Regions from separate parts of the Sus scrofa genome. Here regions 2, 3, 4 and 5 are each linked to region 1. A link is a contact called in public Hi-C, HiChIP or PLAC-seq and promoter capture Hi-C data. All regions are on one chromosome and are shown on one strand. The core of a region is the stretch at or near the end of the contact, and the rest is flanking DNA. Distances in the headings are between cores, read along the strand shown. Region 1 holds the start of NFAT5 (nuclear factor of activated T-cells 5). Region 2 holds the start of COG8 (conserved oligomeric Golgi complex subunit 8). Region 3 holds the start of TERF2 (telomeric repeat-binding factor 2). Region 4 holds the start of WWP2 (NEDD4-like E3 ubiquitin-protein ligase WWP2). Region 5 has its middle 23 kb from the start of CYB5B.

Region 1 (2,853 bases), core at 265-2,764:
GGGTCACAACGGCACACATTTTTTTTTAATATGGTGAAATGCAAAGCTAATAGCCCAACTATGTCTTTGGCCCCCTCCCAGTGATTTAAAAAGTGATGAAGAGTGCAGTGGGAGCATTTTGGTTTGCAGGCTCTCGCACAGGGAACCTGTTCTAACACATTCTTGTGGTGTCCAGTATAGGAATTTAACCCCTGAAGAGACCAGCTCCAGTGTTAATATTTTATATCCCGGGAATCCCCTTCAGGTCTTAGCCAAAGAAGTTTGAAAGTGGGGAACTCTGTCCAATGCCCCCTCCCTGCAACGAGCCCTTGAAAGGCAACCAAAGAGAAAATTCTCAAAGGACAGCCTCAGCCGGTACCCCTGGGACTGGAGAGGAATAAAACTAACCCAGAGAGAACACCCCTCTCTTTCTAAAAGAGAGGGAGAAGTAAGTAATTCGAACGCCACAAAGGTGGGAAGAGAGGGGAAAAAAAAAAAAAGAAAATTCGGGTTCTTTCCAGCAATAAGATGACGAGGAAAGAAGGACGCCTGGTCGAGGGGGGCCGTCCCAACAAGAGGAGGGAGTGGACTAGGCCGGAGGGAGAGGGGGTTAGAACGACGGCGCACAAACAACCTGGAGAGGGAGGAAAATGGTGACCCTGCGCCCAGAACCGGCTCCAGGCCACGCCGCCCGTGTGGAGGCAACTTTGCCGGGGAGGATGGTCCCGGTAGCAGGAGCCGCGGCGCTCCGATCGCGGCCGGGGCCCAGTCCGGGGTGATCCGCGAGCCGGGAGGGCCAGGGCCGGCCGCTCGAGAAGTGTGGCAGGGCCCGACCCGCCGAGGGGCGCTCAGCCCCGGGTGCCGCAGAGACCCGGGGGCCGACGGCATTTGGGCCCCGTGCGGCCGGCGGCTCCGCGGGGGAGGGGCCGGCCCTCCTCCCCGGCCCCTTCCAGCAGCAGTCGACCCCATCGGCCTCTCCCCAGCCCCCAAGACAGGCCAGCCCGGCCGGGGTTCGGACGCCGCCCCCGACGGGGACCCCCCCACCCCCGGCTCCCCGGGCCGGGCCTCCCCGCCCCCACGCCCCAGCCCCCAGCCTGACTCACCTCGCGAGTACAGGGACTTGGGCGACTCCAGGTCTAGGTCCGCGCTGAGCAATGAGATGAAGTCCGAGGGCATCGCAGCTCGACCCAGCCCGGCCCGAGGGCAGCGGGAGGGGGGGAGCGGCGGTGGCGGCGGCACCTCCTCTCCGGGACCGCGGGCACCGAACCGGGGGCGGCAGGCGAGGGCGGCTGCCGCTGCCTCCTCCTCGAGGGCAGAGACTTCCAGCGAGCCGAGGGCCGAGGAAAAGGCGGCGAGGTGGAGGGGAAACTCCACGGAGACGAATTCCCGGCGAGCCAGGAGGGGGGTTCAGGGCGGGGAAAGGGAGGAGGAGAGCCAACGGGTCCGTTTCGTTCTTCTCCTCAGCGAAAACTGACGGTCGCCGCCACCGCCGCCGCCGCTGACAGGAATCTGAGCCCCGCCCCCCCGGGGGGCACTGCGCAGGCGCGGAGGGGGGCGCCCCGGAGCAGGGAAGAGCCGAGGCGGCCCCCGGAGGGCGGGGAGGTGCGCCCCAGAACAGCAACAACAAGGGCTTCGCTTCCTGCCGCCTCGGCCAGGGCCGCTGTTCCCGAGCCGGGAAAGGGCCCCGCCGGCAGGGAGGGAGGAAGGCTGGGAGGTGTCCGCTCCTGGGGCCCCGGGGAGGGAAAAGGTATTTGCACCGACCTGGTGGTGGCGAGCCGGCGGCGGCGGGCCCAACGCCGAGCTGAGCGCTGGAGGAGACAGACCTGGGGGGGCCGAGGTGTCTGCGGGAGTAGGGGAAAGACCCCAGAGCCGGGACGCCGGGGGTGGGCTGACTTGGGGGCTCGCAGGGGAATGGAGTTTCGTTGCTTGCACAGCCACCACCCCTTTGGGGTTTTCATAGCAATGTCTGAACTGAGTTGGCCAAACGGCTGTCAAACTCTTAATTAGGAAATGACAGGCTCGAGTTATTCGGGTTTTTTTAATTGAAATCCCTTCTCCTCCTACCTTTGCCCTTCCCCTACTTTCTCCCCACCCCTCCCCTAACCTTTAAAGGCTGAAAGTTAAAAAAATAAAAAACATCTTTCTGATTGTGCTGGGATCGCCGGCTTTATTCGGAGTGGGAGATGAAAGTCGATTTAAAAATTGAATCACATGAATCCACGTGGCTGTTGTAGAGGGGAAAAAAGCAAACCTAAACACCCTTCTGCCAATCAGGTTTTCTTTTTTTACCTTTGGACCAGGCAAGGATGAAGGAAGAACACATTTGAGCTTTTGCTACTCTGTTCTTGGGGCCAAAAGTTTCCGTTGCAAAAACTGAAAATCCTCACCTACACCGCAGACCGTTTCCTGACTCTAATAGACTTCTGAGAAATTTAATAGTTATTAAAATATCAATTGGAGTGCAGGATATACTGACTGGGAAATAACTTTAATCTTGTGTGGAATATTAATGACAGCATCCACTGGGGCCACGTTTTTACGCTCTTTGAGTTGGTTTAGTTTTTGTTACTTTACAAAGATAAAAACCACAAAAATTAGTTTACTGAGTGTATATATATATACACAACACATACAATTTATAGAACCGTTCCCCTGGGAATTTGAGCAGTTCACCTGGACTTGGCATGGTTCAGATGAGGGAGAAGCTCTCAGCAAAGGAGGGCCCAGTGCAAAGCTTTACCTACAGACCTAGAATTTAAACTCGTATTATCAGAGTCTACCTATCTTTCCATCTGAACATCTGATATAGGTTGCCCAATTCTCTTCACTGCATTCTGTGTAGTAAATAACCAACCCTGTGAACATTTTCTTCCT
Region 2 (2,882 bases), core at 349-2,848, 210 kb after region 1:
TGCCATGGAGTACACCACAACTCCCTGGTACTGTGAAGTATTTTCAGTGATTCGACCAAGTCCAGATTTCAGCACATGGTTCCCATACAGGAAGGACTGCTCTGCTCCAGGCTTTATCCACACTTTATACTACAATACAAAGAATTACATCCAAGAGACATAATAAAAATAGTTAGATGCCTGCAGACAAGCTAGCTGCTGAATCTATGGTTAATTTTTTTCTTTCTTTATGAACAAAGTTTTTTTTCTTTTCTTTTTTTTGTCTTCTTAGGGCCACACCCGTAGCATATGGAAGTATCCAGGCTAGGGGCCAAATTGCAGCTGCAGCTGCCTCAGCAACGTCAGATCTGAGCTGCCTCTGCAACCTACACCACAGCTCACCACAAGGTCCAATCCTTAACCCACTGAGCCCAGGGATAGAACGTGCATCCTCATGGATACTGGTCGGGTTCCTTAACCGCTGAGCCACAACAGGAACTCCCCCATGCTGTTTATTTCATCCCTGTACTTCCTTTATCTCATAATACAAATTTCAAGGAAAAGAAAGAAAAAGGCATGCTTCCCTCAAACTGTTCAGAACTGCTAGGAGGTTCCTTCAACTCTACAATCGACCTTTCCCACGGGCAGTTTAACGGCTTTTTCTGGATCCCACTATGCTCCTCACCGCAGCCTCCTATTTACTTTTTCCTCTTGAACTAGATCAGAAAAGGCTTTTCTACTTTGCTGGAGATACTACTCCAATCACTACGCAGCCCCAACCACGCCCAAGCAGCAAGATCTAAGTAGGAACATCTCCAGGTGCTGGCACTGATCCTAGGCACCCTCAGGGACTAACGCAGGTGCCCAATTATCTGCAGTCTGATGTGGCCCTCAGCCTAGACCGCCCCCATCCCTAGAAGCGGGCTGAAAACCACTCCCCACAAACCTTGGCATAAGGTGCTAAGTAATCCAGAGCTGTGATGTGCAACCGAAACTTGTGGGTCTTCGTGAATTTTCCAAAGCACGTTCCCAGCGACATCAGCTTGTCACCAGAGATATTAGCGGCCAATTTTAAGATCTTTTCACTGAAAGGGTAAGGAAGAAGGAGGTGTCAGATAAGGGAGGCTGGTGGGACCCAGGCCTCCACCCGGGTCCATGCTGCCTACCCAGCCCCGCCTCACCTCACATAGTAAACCCGGTCGTTGTGCAGCCTGAAACAGTAGGTGCCGTCGGGCCTGTCAACCAGCAGCTGAAGATTCTCCCCGATGCTGAAAGCAGAAAAGAGGCTGGAGGCTGCGCCCGGACTCGTCCCGGCCCCGCGGCCCCGCTCTACCCACAGCCCTCCCCGCCATGCACGCACTCCCTCATCTGCCCCGGGCGTTCTTACTATTTTGCTATCTTCTCAAACATTACACGCGTCTCCTCTTCAGTCAGAGGCCGCATTTTCCCGCTGGGCTGGAACACCGGATCCTCGTGCCTCAGTCGCCGGAAACGGAAGGCCAGCCTCCCGCCTCTCCTTGGCAACCTCAAATCCGGCCTCTCTAGCTGCCTTCGCGTGGTTCGTCACGCGAGCGCCCCGCGGCCTTGGAGGACCAGCGGGGAATGCAAGCCGGCCGGGTGAGGCGCCATGGAGACCGGAAGTGCGGCGTTGCTTCCGGTCCTGGATTCCGAGCCAGCGCCCTCGCCGAGCGGGAGGCGAAGGGACGCCGCTGCTGAGAAGATGGCGGCGACGGAGACGATCCCTGCTTCAACTGCGGCCTCGGCCACGGCGACGGCCACTGCGGCTGCTCTCGGGGAGGTGGAGGATGAAGGGCTCCTGGCATCGCTGTTCCGGGACCGCTTCCCAGAGGCCCAGTGGCGGGAGCGGCCCGACGTGGGCCGCTACCTCAGGGAGTTGAGCGGCTCGGGGCTGGATCGGCTGCGGCGCGAGCCAGAGCGCCTGGCGGAGGAGCGAGCGCAGCTGCTGCAGCAGACGCGCGACTTGGCCTTCGCCAACTACAAGACCTTCATCCGCGGCGCCGAGTGCACCGAGCGCATACATCGCCTCTTTGGCGACGTGGAGGAGTCGCTCGGCCGCCTGCTCGACCGCTTGCCCAGCTTCCAGCAGAGCTGCAGGTGCGGCGGGCCCAGCGTTTAAGGGGCTTTTAAGAGCTGTGACAGCTAATATTTACGATGAGGGAAATAGCTAACACTTAGATAGCGCTTACCAGGTGCCACGCTCTCATCTGAGCATTTTATTAATCCATTTAAACGTCACAGCAGCCTTCGAGGTAGGTATTATTCCCATTTTGTATATGAGGAAGTCGAGACACAGAGGTTAGTGACTGACACAAGGCACAGCTAGTAAGTCTCGAAGTCAAAATTGGAACCCAGCAGCCTCGTAGGGCTGTCGTGAGCGCTAAGTAGAGAATCCATGCAAAGCACTTATCATTGGATCTGACATAATTAACACTCTACAGTTGTCACCTTCATACATATACACACAACACACAGGTACACACAGTAGCTTGGACCAGGGTCGTTGGCTCCAAAACTTTCATTGATAGGAGAATGCCAAGGAAATCCTCTCATTCGGGGGCAGTAAAAATTATCCAAAAAATCCAAACAAACCGTCCTATCGGAACCATATTCTTTTTTTTTTCCCCTCCCTTTTTAAGGCTGAACCCACAGCATATGGAAGTTCCCAGGCTAGGGGTCGAATTGGAGATAACAGCTGCCAGCCTATGCCACAGCATTGCAAGATCCAAGCTGTATCTGCGACCTACACCACAGATCACGGCATTTCTGGATCCCCAACCCACTGAGTGAGGCCAGGGATCAAACATGTGTCCTCGTGGATACCAGTCGAATTCCTTTCCACTGCTCCACGACAGGATCTCCTCGAGCCATATTCTGCCTCTCTC
Region 3 (2,700 bases), core at 35-2,534, 170 kb after region 1:
AGACAAAGTACGTGGCCCCAGAAGTGCTGAGGAAGGATGAAGGAGGGGCAAAGGAGGGAGCACCAAAGGGATTTAACATAACTCAGAAAGTCAAGAAAGGGTGAAATGTCCTTCAAGTGAGGTTTGAAGGACAGGAAGGGTTTCCTTAGGCTGGAATGGACAACATGAAGCTCTGAGCAAACTGAGTAGTAGATGAAAAGGAAGTGATAAAAGTTGTGCATACACATATGAAAAGTGAGCCCAAAATGAGGTTGGCAAATAGGTAACTTCTTCAGACTTTAAAAGTCATGTTAAGGAGTCTGCACTTTGTTCAATAGTAAAAGGGAAGGTTGATGAGTGAATGTCCTGATCTTTGTTCTACTGTGTAATCTATTTTTTTTTTCTTGGCTATGCTTGCAGTATACGGAACTTCTCTGGCCAAGGGTCAAACCAGTGACCTGAGCCACAAGCAGTAGCAATGCCTGATGCTTAACTCTCTGAGCCACCAGGGAAACTCCTCTGTGTATTCTTCGACTCAGTAGTTCTACTTAAAGGAAATTATTCTAAGGAAATAATTATGAATTTGTGCAATGATATAGTTAAAAGGATCTTTCTAACATTTAGATTGTCTAGAATTACAAAATTTTTAAATAGCCTAAACGCCTTACAGTAGTGGTTTATATAAAGGAGGCTTTCATTTCACCCATATATTGGAATGCTATGTAGCTGCTAAAGATACTGTAGAAAAAGTATTTAGTGACATGTAAAGATGTCCACTAGATGCTGAATGCAAAATAAAGGCTCTATAAAATATATATATAACATAATTCTAGTTTTTTTGTGTGTGTATACAAACACACACACAAGGTATACAAAAGACACTGGAAGGCTATAAACCTAAATGTCAGCTTGTTTTTTCATGTGGGGATAAGGCTGACTTAAATGTTAAGCTTTGCATTATTTCTTCCAATTGTTCTACAACAAAATGTGCTATTTTTCTAATTTTAAAAACGTATATGTCTTACATGTCTAGGGGTTTCGTGGTGCCGGCCATATTCTATTTCTTGACCTCGACTGGGTTAACACTGGCCTTTTACTTTAGTAAAATGTAAACTTGTTTAACAAAGTTTCCTCTCTATGTTACATTTCGCGATTTAAAAAATGTTTAATACACACTTCACGCCTTTGTTTTTCAATATTTTATACATAGCCCCGAGTCTCCAGTACAGTGTTACAAAATAGCGGAGGGAAATTGACATTTGACCACAAACCTAGGTTGGTTTAACCCATCTGGCTGCCGTGAACTTCAAGTCCCAGAATGCACTGCGGCCGACACACCGGGAACTACGGAGTCGGAGAGGGGGCCAGGGAGCCCCCGGTCCTTTCCCTCCCAGAAGCCCGCGGGCGCCTCAGAACGGTGTTCGTATCATGGCCGCGGGAGCCGGGACGGCAGGCCCTGCTTCCGGCCCGGGCGTCGTGCGTGACCCGGCGGCGTCACAGTCGGGGAAGCGTCCCGGCAGAGAGGGCGGGGAGGGCGCGCGGCGATCGGACGCGATGGCGGGAGGAGGCGGGAGCAGCGATAGCAGCGGGCGGGCGGCAGGCAGGCGGACGTCCCGCAGCGGCGGGCGGGCTCGGCGGGGGCGCCACGCGCCGCGGCTGGGGGGCGCCGCGGAGCGGGGCGCGGGGGAGGCGCGGCTGGAGGAGGCAGTCAACCGCTGGGTGCTCAAGTTCTACTTCCACGAGGCGCTGCGGGCCTTTCGGGGTAGCCGGTACGAGGACTTCAGGCAGATCCGGGACATCATGCAGGGTGAGGGCCGAGCCGGGAAAGGGAGGCTGGGGGGCTCCTGGGAAGGAGATCTGCGGGGCCCGAGCGTCGGGGCTGGGGGTCGCCGTGCCAACGATGTCTTCTTTCCTAGCTTTGCTTGTCAGGCCCTTGGGGAAGGAGCATACCGTGTCTCGGCTGCTGCGGGTTATGCAGTGTCTGTCGCGCATTGAAGAAGGGGAGAATTTAGGTATGGCTATTTTTATGTTCTTTTCTGGGCTTATTTAGGGTTATGTTGTTTTCAAACTTACATCCGGGACTGAAAGATTCACGATTAAAGTGGGCTGCTATGTTTCGATACAGTGGTCTTTTTCCTTCTAGGATGAGTTTATTCTCTAGTTCTAGTTTTCTACAGTTGGGATTCTCTTGGCTGCTTTTCTCTGTTTTTTTATTTCCTCCCACCTGTTTCTTGCTCGCCCCAACTTTGTTGCTATCTGAAGTGAGTTATGTGAAGATGACCATTTTTCCTCCATAGTGGTGTGTTTTAAAGAACACTTTTTCTCCCCCGGAATTGAACCTCACAGCTGTTTAGCAAAACGGCCTTCAGTTTCTGGCCATTTGTATCTGAGGAAGATGTGAGTATGCTGAAATTTAGATGCAGATGAATGTGTTAAAAAATAAATTTTTTTACCTGTCTTGAAAATTACTGAAAATCACTTGAAATTCATTAATTTGAATCTGGACCGTTAACATGTTTGTAAGTCTGCAGCCAGTATACCAGCAAATTAAATGCAAATCTTAACTATATTTGCATGTTTCTTTTTGATATATATATATATGTATATATATATATATTTGGACATAATTCTTCTGCTCCTTAGAAAATAGGTTAGTGAAAACTGTGCTCTTTGTCCTAGACTGTTCCTTTGATATGGAGGCTGAGCTCACACCACTGGAAT
Region 4 (2,734 bases), core at 218-2,717, 210 kb before region 1:
GTCTATCAGAAAGAAAGAGAACAGCAGACAAGAAAACACAAAAAAATTGTCAACAAAATCCAGTCTTCTGAGATCTGTTTGTTCACTGTGAAATGAGAATAAACATCTTCCTAATCTAACTCCCAGGGCTGTCACAGAAATCAATTTTTAAATGTTTGTCAAACATTCTAAAAACTTGAACTCAAAACACATTAGCAAGGTACTTTTTTTTTTTTTCCTACTTGTAACCCAAAACAACTCCAGCTCCTGGGACTGTCCAGTTTGAACATTCACTTCTATTACATCACATCCATGAAATGCATTCCACTTTTGCAAATGTTAGTAAACACAAGAAAAAGCGGGTGAACAGCCTTAACACAGGTATTTAATCTCAAAATCATGATCCAGGTCACAGTTCTATGGAACACAACACAGACCTTCCAGTCATGCTAGCTAGTTACAGTTTGTCAAGATAAGCAGTCACATGGCAAAGGAAACTGAATAATTTAAACTCAAGAAAGAAAAAGTCATAAAGCAGGGTAGGTAGATACCGGCCAAGGTTACTGCAGTCGCTGTTAGGTGAGGTAATGCTGGGATTGGACCGTGCTCAACAGTTTAAGCTAAAAGCCATTTTACAGCCAGAGCAAAGTGCCCACGCTCTTTTCTTAAGCCCAGAAGTTGATCTGATCTGTGGAAATTTCAAAGAAACATGATCTGAAAGGCTAGGTTCTCAAGAAGTAGAAACCCTACCCAAGCAGGACTAAGTGGGCGTGACGAAAGCAAAATGATCAAGATTCTCTGATCCCTCCTGAAGTTTAGAAACTGAATGGGACCAAAATCAAAGTCTCGGGTACCAATCATTGCCAAAGAGGAAGGAAGGAAGAGGCGCTCAAGCGCGGTTCAGGCAGCATCTTCCTCCTGATTTTTCCTTCCACGTCGTTCGCCAATTCTCAGGCGACCCATTCTAGCTCAGTCCCAAGTTGCCCCTTCCTCCTGTCCCGATCCCGCCACAAAGGTCACTCCTCTTCATCCCTGGCACCTAAGATGCTTGTCCCTTCCAGGAGGACTTGCTGGCCACCGCACTTATGCGTGCCTTGGCGCCCACCTCGGAGTTGCCCCCGCACCGCCCGCAGCGCGCCCACCCCGCTCGGGCGGGAGCCGGGACACCCCTCCTCGGAGGCCGGAACCGCCGCGCCAGGCCCCTCCCACAGGAAGCCACCGCCCCCCGGCGCCCGGGCCGCGCCGCCCCTGGCCCACCCCGCGCTGCCCGCTGCCCGCTGCCCCAGGCCAGCCCCGCGCCCCCGCCAGCCTGCCCGCCGCGCTGCCCCGCGCCGGCGCTCGCTACCTGACGGGACCACAGAAGCGGAGCCCAACTCCTCTCCCACTTCCGCCTTCGACCGCCCGCACTCGGGCCAGGTCACGTGACCACGCGTGGTCACCTGACCCGGAAGAGGCTGGCCGTACCTGCAGGTGTGGGCAACCTAGGCCAGGCCTGGGAACCTTTAGCCAGAAAGCCTTCTTATCCTTTGTATGTTTAAAAATGGGAGGGTTTTCCCCTCGTCAGATGGTACCCGAGCAATCAAGTAAATTGAGGGCTCGGTGAGTGCCAGGAGCTTCATTTACTCCTCCCATCGAGCCCAGGGGCGTCTCTGTCAGCCCCATTTCACAGGTGAAAGGAGGCTTTCAGTCAATTAAGTCAGCGGTTAATTTACTGACTTAAAATATCCTAGGGTCACCAGATAAAATACAGGGCACCCAGTTAAATATGAACTTAAGATAAAAAATATGTAATATGTAGGTGTGCCCCAAATACTGCCTGGTACATGTTTATACTAAAAAACTATTTGTGGTTGATGCTCATATTTAATTGGGCAAATTGGGTTTTAATTTGCTATACCTGACAACCTTAAGCCTACTATGTGCCAGGCAGGGTTCTAGATTCTAGAAACACACAAAAGTAACTTTTGTGGAGCATCTGTTTTGTTTTGTTTTGTCTTTTTGCCATTTCTTGGCCCGCTTCCACGGCATATGGAGGTTCCCAGGCTAGGGGTCTAATCGGAGCTGTAGCCGCCGGCCTACGCCAGAGCCACAGCAACGCGGGATCCGAGCCGCGTCTGCAACCTACACCACAGCTCAGGGCAACGCCAGATCCTCAATGCCAGATCCTCAGCCGACTGAGCAAGGCCAGGGATCGAACCCACAACCTCCTGGTTCCTAGTCGGATTCATTAACCACTGAGCCACGATGGGAACTCCGGAGCATCTGTTCTTGTGACATAAAGCAAAAGTAAAAAGACTCCAGAACCCTTGCTGGGGTTGGTAAAATGCCCACCACACCAATCGAACCCCTATTTCCTTAATATAAAGAGTCAATAGCACTTTATGAATTAGAAAAAAAAATTAATCAATATACTTTACTGATGGTAGGGAATTCAGTTTTGACAAGTTGAAGGAAGGCTCAATTTTTCACTCTTCATCACCACAAACTAAAATGAAGACTAATCACTTAATTAGCTTTAAGCACTGTGCACTGATTATTCTGTTATTTTTGGGTCTTCCCGTTCAGAGTGATCCTATTATGCATACAAATTAAATTGGTTGAGCACTTAGTCTCTGCTTTTCCTATTTCCACTCCAGATCCATCCAGGAGATGGCCTTTCAAGGAGCTACAGCCTTTCTGAATACCGTAATTCCTATATGAATCCCATCTATAAACCTATTCAAACTTCTTTATTTCTCTCACCTCATCTCCAACT
Region 5 (2,700 bases), core at 57-2,556, 150 kb after region 1:
TTTGCCCTTTTTTTTTTTGGCTCAAGCTAGTATCATGTAGGTTTCTGTTCCTTGCACACACATAGAACTTGGCCTGCACTTATCAGGGGTGCTTAGACTGTGAAGCCCAAACATTCACTGGACATTCCGAGCCCCCTCTGTTAGTGGTGGCCTTTATAAATCTGACAATTGACCAAATGTTCTAAAAGATTCAGCTAGATTTGATGACTGCATTTGGGGCAGTGATACTTGCTTCTTCAAGTCGATACTATTTCTGCTTGCCAGCAACTCGGAAACCATACTAAAAGTACAGGTTTGGAGGGCCCATAGCTTGAGAGAAAACAAGTAACATGGATGGGTTGGAATGTAGAAACTGCTAGGAGAAAGTGACTGATCTTCTCTTCTTTTCTATGTCATGGATGAGAGTTGGAGGTGGAAAGAGAAAGAGAATCCTACTGAAACCAAAGAGGATGTGTGGGCATGTTAACCTGCAAAATGGCATTAGGAGATAGATGCAGAGTGGTGTAGAAAAGCTATGGGAAAATAACAACTAACATGTTATTAAGCATTTACTCTGGGCTAGACATCACACTGAACACTTGACAGGCATTTGAACAATTTTAGGTGGTGGGTACTATTGTTACTCCTATTCTACACAGGCTAAAACTGAGACCGAGGAGGGTTAGGCACCCGTGAGAGGGGTGAGAGGGTTCTACTGCTCCTGGAGCCAGGACTCCACATCAGGGCTGTCTGAATCCCACACATCTAACCACCAGGTCCTCCTCTCTAGCTGAAGACCCGCGTTAGAACCTAGCTTCTGTCACTTGCTCCTTAAGTGACCTTGGGCAAATCAGCTTCTTTGAGCTTATTTCCTCACCTGGAAAACTCAGATATCATACCAGGTAATTTTTTTCTCTCTTAAAACTCTTTCAACTCAAAATTTTTTTTTAAAAAATCAAAAGTTTCAAAAACTTAAGAAAAAAACCCCAACTCCCCAGTCTAGGATTTGTATTCTTGGCCTGAGCTTTTCCCCTCAAGACCGTATAGATTGGCTTTCCCATGGGTTTAGAATCAAAGGGTCCTTCGGGTTATGTGTTCCTTTGAAATGGATTCAAAGGCACGTGTTTTCATAGTGGAGGGGAAACTAGAAAGCCTTCATCCTTGTTGAGTGAATCAGCATCCTGGGAGCACAGGTGACAGGTCCTGACCCATCCCTTCGCAGTCTGATAAACCACAGGTCAGAGCTCTGAACTCAACCCACTTTTCCTTCTTCCTGTCTGCCTTGTGGGTTTTCTGATAAGGTGCCCTTAGTCAGCTGTGACAGTGTTTTCTCCCTCTGCAAACACAGTCTCCAGGGCGTGCACTCTGCCTGCGAGCTCCCCAGCTGCTTCCAGCTCTCCCTCTGCCCACAGCCCTTTAATTGCTGCATTCCAACAAATTAGCCATGTGACAGAAGATTATTTTTAACTTCAATAGAGCAGCTCCCTCTCTTTTAATATATCATGCTTGGCCCACATTCCCTCGGTGAAAAGGGCACCATCGGCTACTTCTGAGAACTTTTAATTACTCCAATTGTTTGCAAAACTCTTAGAAGCTTGAAAAAAAAAATAACATTTCTTTCTCCTAGTGCAGTTTTCCCATCTGCCATTTAATGAAAGCTGAGGCTGAGTTCAACCCAGGGATTTACCAGTTTTAATGGGTCTCCCCTCAAACCCCTCCAGCTGCTCCCACTCTCCACAGCATAGTTTTTTTTTGGGGGGGGGTTGTTTTTGTTTTGTTTTTTTTTTTTTGCTTTTTGGGCCGAACCCACAGCATATGGAAGATAGGGGTCTAATTGAAGCTGTACCAACTGGCCTACACCAGAGCCACAGCAACGTCAGAACCGAGCCGCATCTGCAACCTACACCACAGCTCATGGCAACGCCAGATCCTTAACCCACTGAGCAGCAAGGCCAAGGATAGAACCCACAACCTCATGGTTAGCAGTTGGACTCGCTTCTGCTGAGCCACGATGGGAACTCCCTCCATGGCATAGTTTTTTTAAAGTGCAAACCCACTGGGGGGATGAAGGGAGGGCAAGTTCCAGAGTAACAGGGACTCCCGCCTCAGTCCCACACGGAGCCCCAGAAGGTGGCAGGATGGGAAGGCTGGTGGCCTTAGGAAGACTGAGCACTAAGTACCTCCTAAGTCTTGGGACCCTCCAAGAGGATCCCGATGATTGAGTTTGACACTGAACCTAAGCCTTTCACCTTTGAGTAAACCACACAGAACAGTAAGCATCTCAGTACCGCCACGTGGACCAAAGGCCCCTCTTCAATATTTCTGAATTTCCTAAACCCCAAATACTTCTGTAATCTCACAAGGCTAAGCGTGCAGTGTGGCCAAAAATGAGTGAGACTGCATCAGCCATCATTATCTAGAAAGGTAGAGATAAAGTTACTTTTAACTTTGAGTCTCCCCAAAATTATGAAATGCGCAATTTCCTATACCTGAGTTTTTTTGTTTTGTTTTGTTTGCTCTTTCGGGCTGCACCCTCAGCACATGGAGGTTTCCAGACTAGGGGTTGAATCAGGGCTGCAGCTGCCAGCCTACACCACAGCCACTGCAACGTGGGATCGAGCCATGTCTGTGGACTACACCAGAGCTCACAGCAATGCTGGATACTTAACCTACTAAGCAAGATCAGGGATTGAACCTGCATCCCCATGGATACTAGTCAGA

The links. Promoter capture Hi-C pulls out the DNA fragments that hold promoters and counts their contacts. A called contact is a pair of places that touch in the nucleus more often than the background predicts. HiChIP or PLAC-seq counts read pairs in DNA pulled down with a chosen protein or histone mark.
Region 2: a contact with region 1 is called in a Hi-C map of heart right ventricle, with 2.9 times the contacts expected there. The contact joins the promoter of COG8 here to the promoter of NFAT5 in region 1. A contact is called at or near these places in 2 of 47 Hi-C or Micro-C datasets (heart right ventricle and liver).
Region 3: a contact with region 1 is called in an H3K27ac HiChIP or PLAC-seq map of alveolar macrophages. The contact joins the promoter of TERF2 here to the promoter of NFAT5 in region 1. A contact is called at or near these places in 2 of 5 promoter capture datasets (fetal liver and liver), 8 of 47 Hi-C or Micro-C datasets (adipocytes, embryonic fibroblasts, fibroblasts and 2 more) and 2 of 2 datasets of contacts at active chromatin or transcription factors (alveolar macrophages and skeletal muscle).
Region 4: a promoter capture Hi-C map of fetal liver shows a contact between it and region 1, with 3 times the contacts expected there. The contact joins the promoter of WWP2 here to the promoter of NFAT5 in region 1. A contact is called at or near these places in 2 of 5 promoter capture datasets (fetal liver and liver), 1 of 47 Hi-C or Micro-C datasets (fetal skeletal muscle) and 1 of 2 datasets of contacts at active chromatin or transcription factors (alveolar macrophages).
Region 5: a contact with region 1 is called in a promoter capture Hi-C map of fetal liver, with 3 times the contacts expected there. The contact joins the enhancer-like site here to the promoter of NFAT5 in region 1. A contact is called at or near these places in 2 of 5 promoter capture datasets (fetal liver and liver), 11 of 47 Hi-C or Micro-C datasets (adipocytes, embryonic fibroblasts, epiblast stem cells and 4 more) and 1 of 2 datasets of contacts at active chromatin or transcription factors (skeletal muscle).

Annotation. Positions count from the first base shown.
Region 1 is chr6:17,433,437-17,436,289 of Sscrofa11.1, forward strand. It overlaps NFAT5 (nuclear factor of activated T-cells 5), which reads right to left and starts at 1,515. Exons shown (of 14, transcript XM_003355770.4): 1 at 1,083-1,515. The coding sequence starts at 1,155. All of the region lies in intron 1 of LOC102159050 (a long non-coding RNA gene), which reads left to right.
Region 2 is chr6:17,643,946-17,646,827 of Sscrofa11.1, forward strand. It overlaps COG8 (conserved oligomeric Golgi complex subunit 8), which reads left to right and starts at 1,599. Exons shown (of 6, transcript XM_003126905.6): 1 at 1,599-2,094. The coding sequence starts at 1,607. It overlaps NIP7 (NIP7, nucleolar pre-rRNA processing protein), which reads right to left and starts at 1,459. Exons shown (of 5, transcript NM_001048071.1): 1 at 1,367-1,459; 2 at 1,161-1,247; 3 at 926-1,064; 4 at 1-129. The coding sequence starts at 1,422.
Region 3 is chr6:17,604,464-17,607,163 of Sscrofa11.1, forward strand. It overlaps TERF2 (telomeric repeat-binding factor 2), which reads left to right and starts at 1,285. Exons shown (of 10, transcript XM_003126908.4): 1 at 1,285-1,786; 2 at 1,896-1,991; 3 at 2,659-2,700. The coding sequence starts at 1,408.
Region 4 is chr6:17,226,515-17,229,248 of Sscrofa11.1, forward strand. WWP2 (NEDD4-like E3 ubiquitin-protein ligase WWP2) reads right to left here and starts at 1,468. Exons shown (of 24, transcript XM_021093861.1): 1 at 1,325-1,468.
Region 5 is chr6:17,579,850-17,582,549 of Sscrofa11.1, forward strand. No RefSeq gene overlaps it. Among named protein-coding and RNA genes, the nearest start is that of CYB5B, 23 kb to the left of the region's middle. Within about 2 kb of position 1,307, at least 18 of the 83 cell types and tissues checked have an H3K27ac peak or open chromatin away from gene starts, as enhancers often do. A contact at or near this core is called in fetal liver, where this site is marked.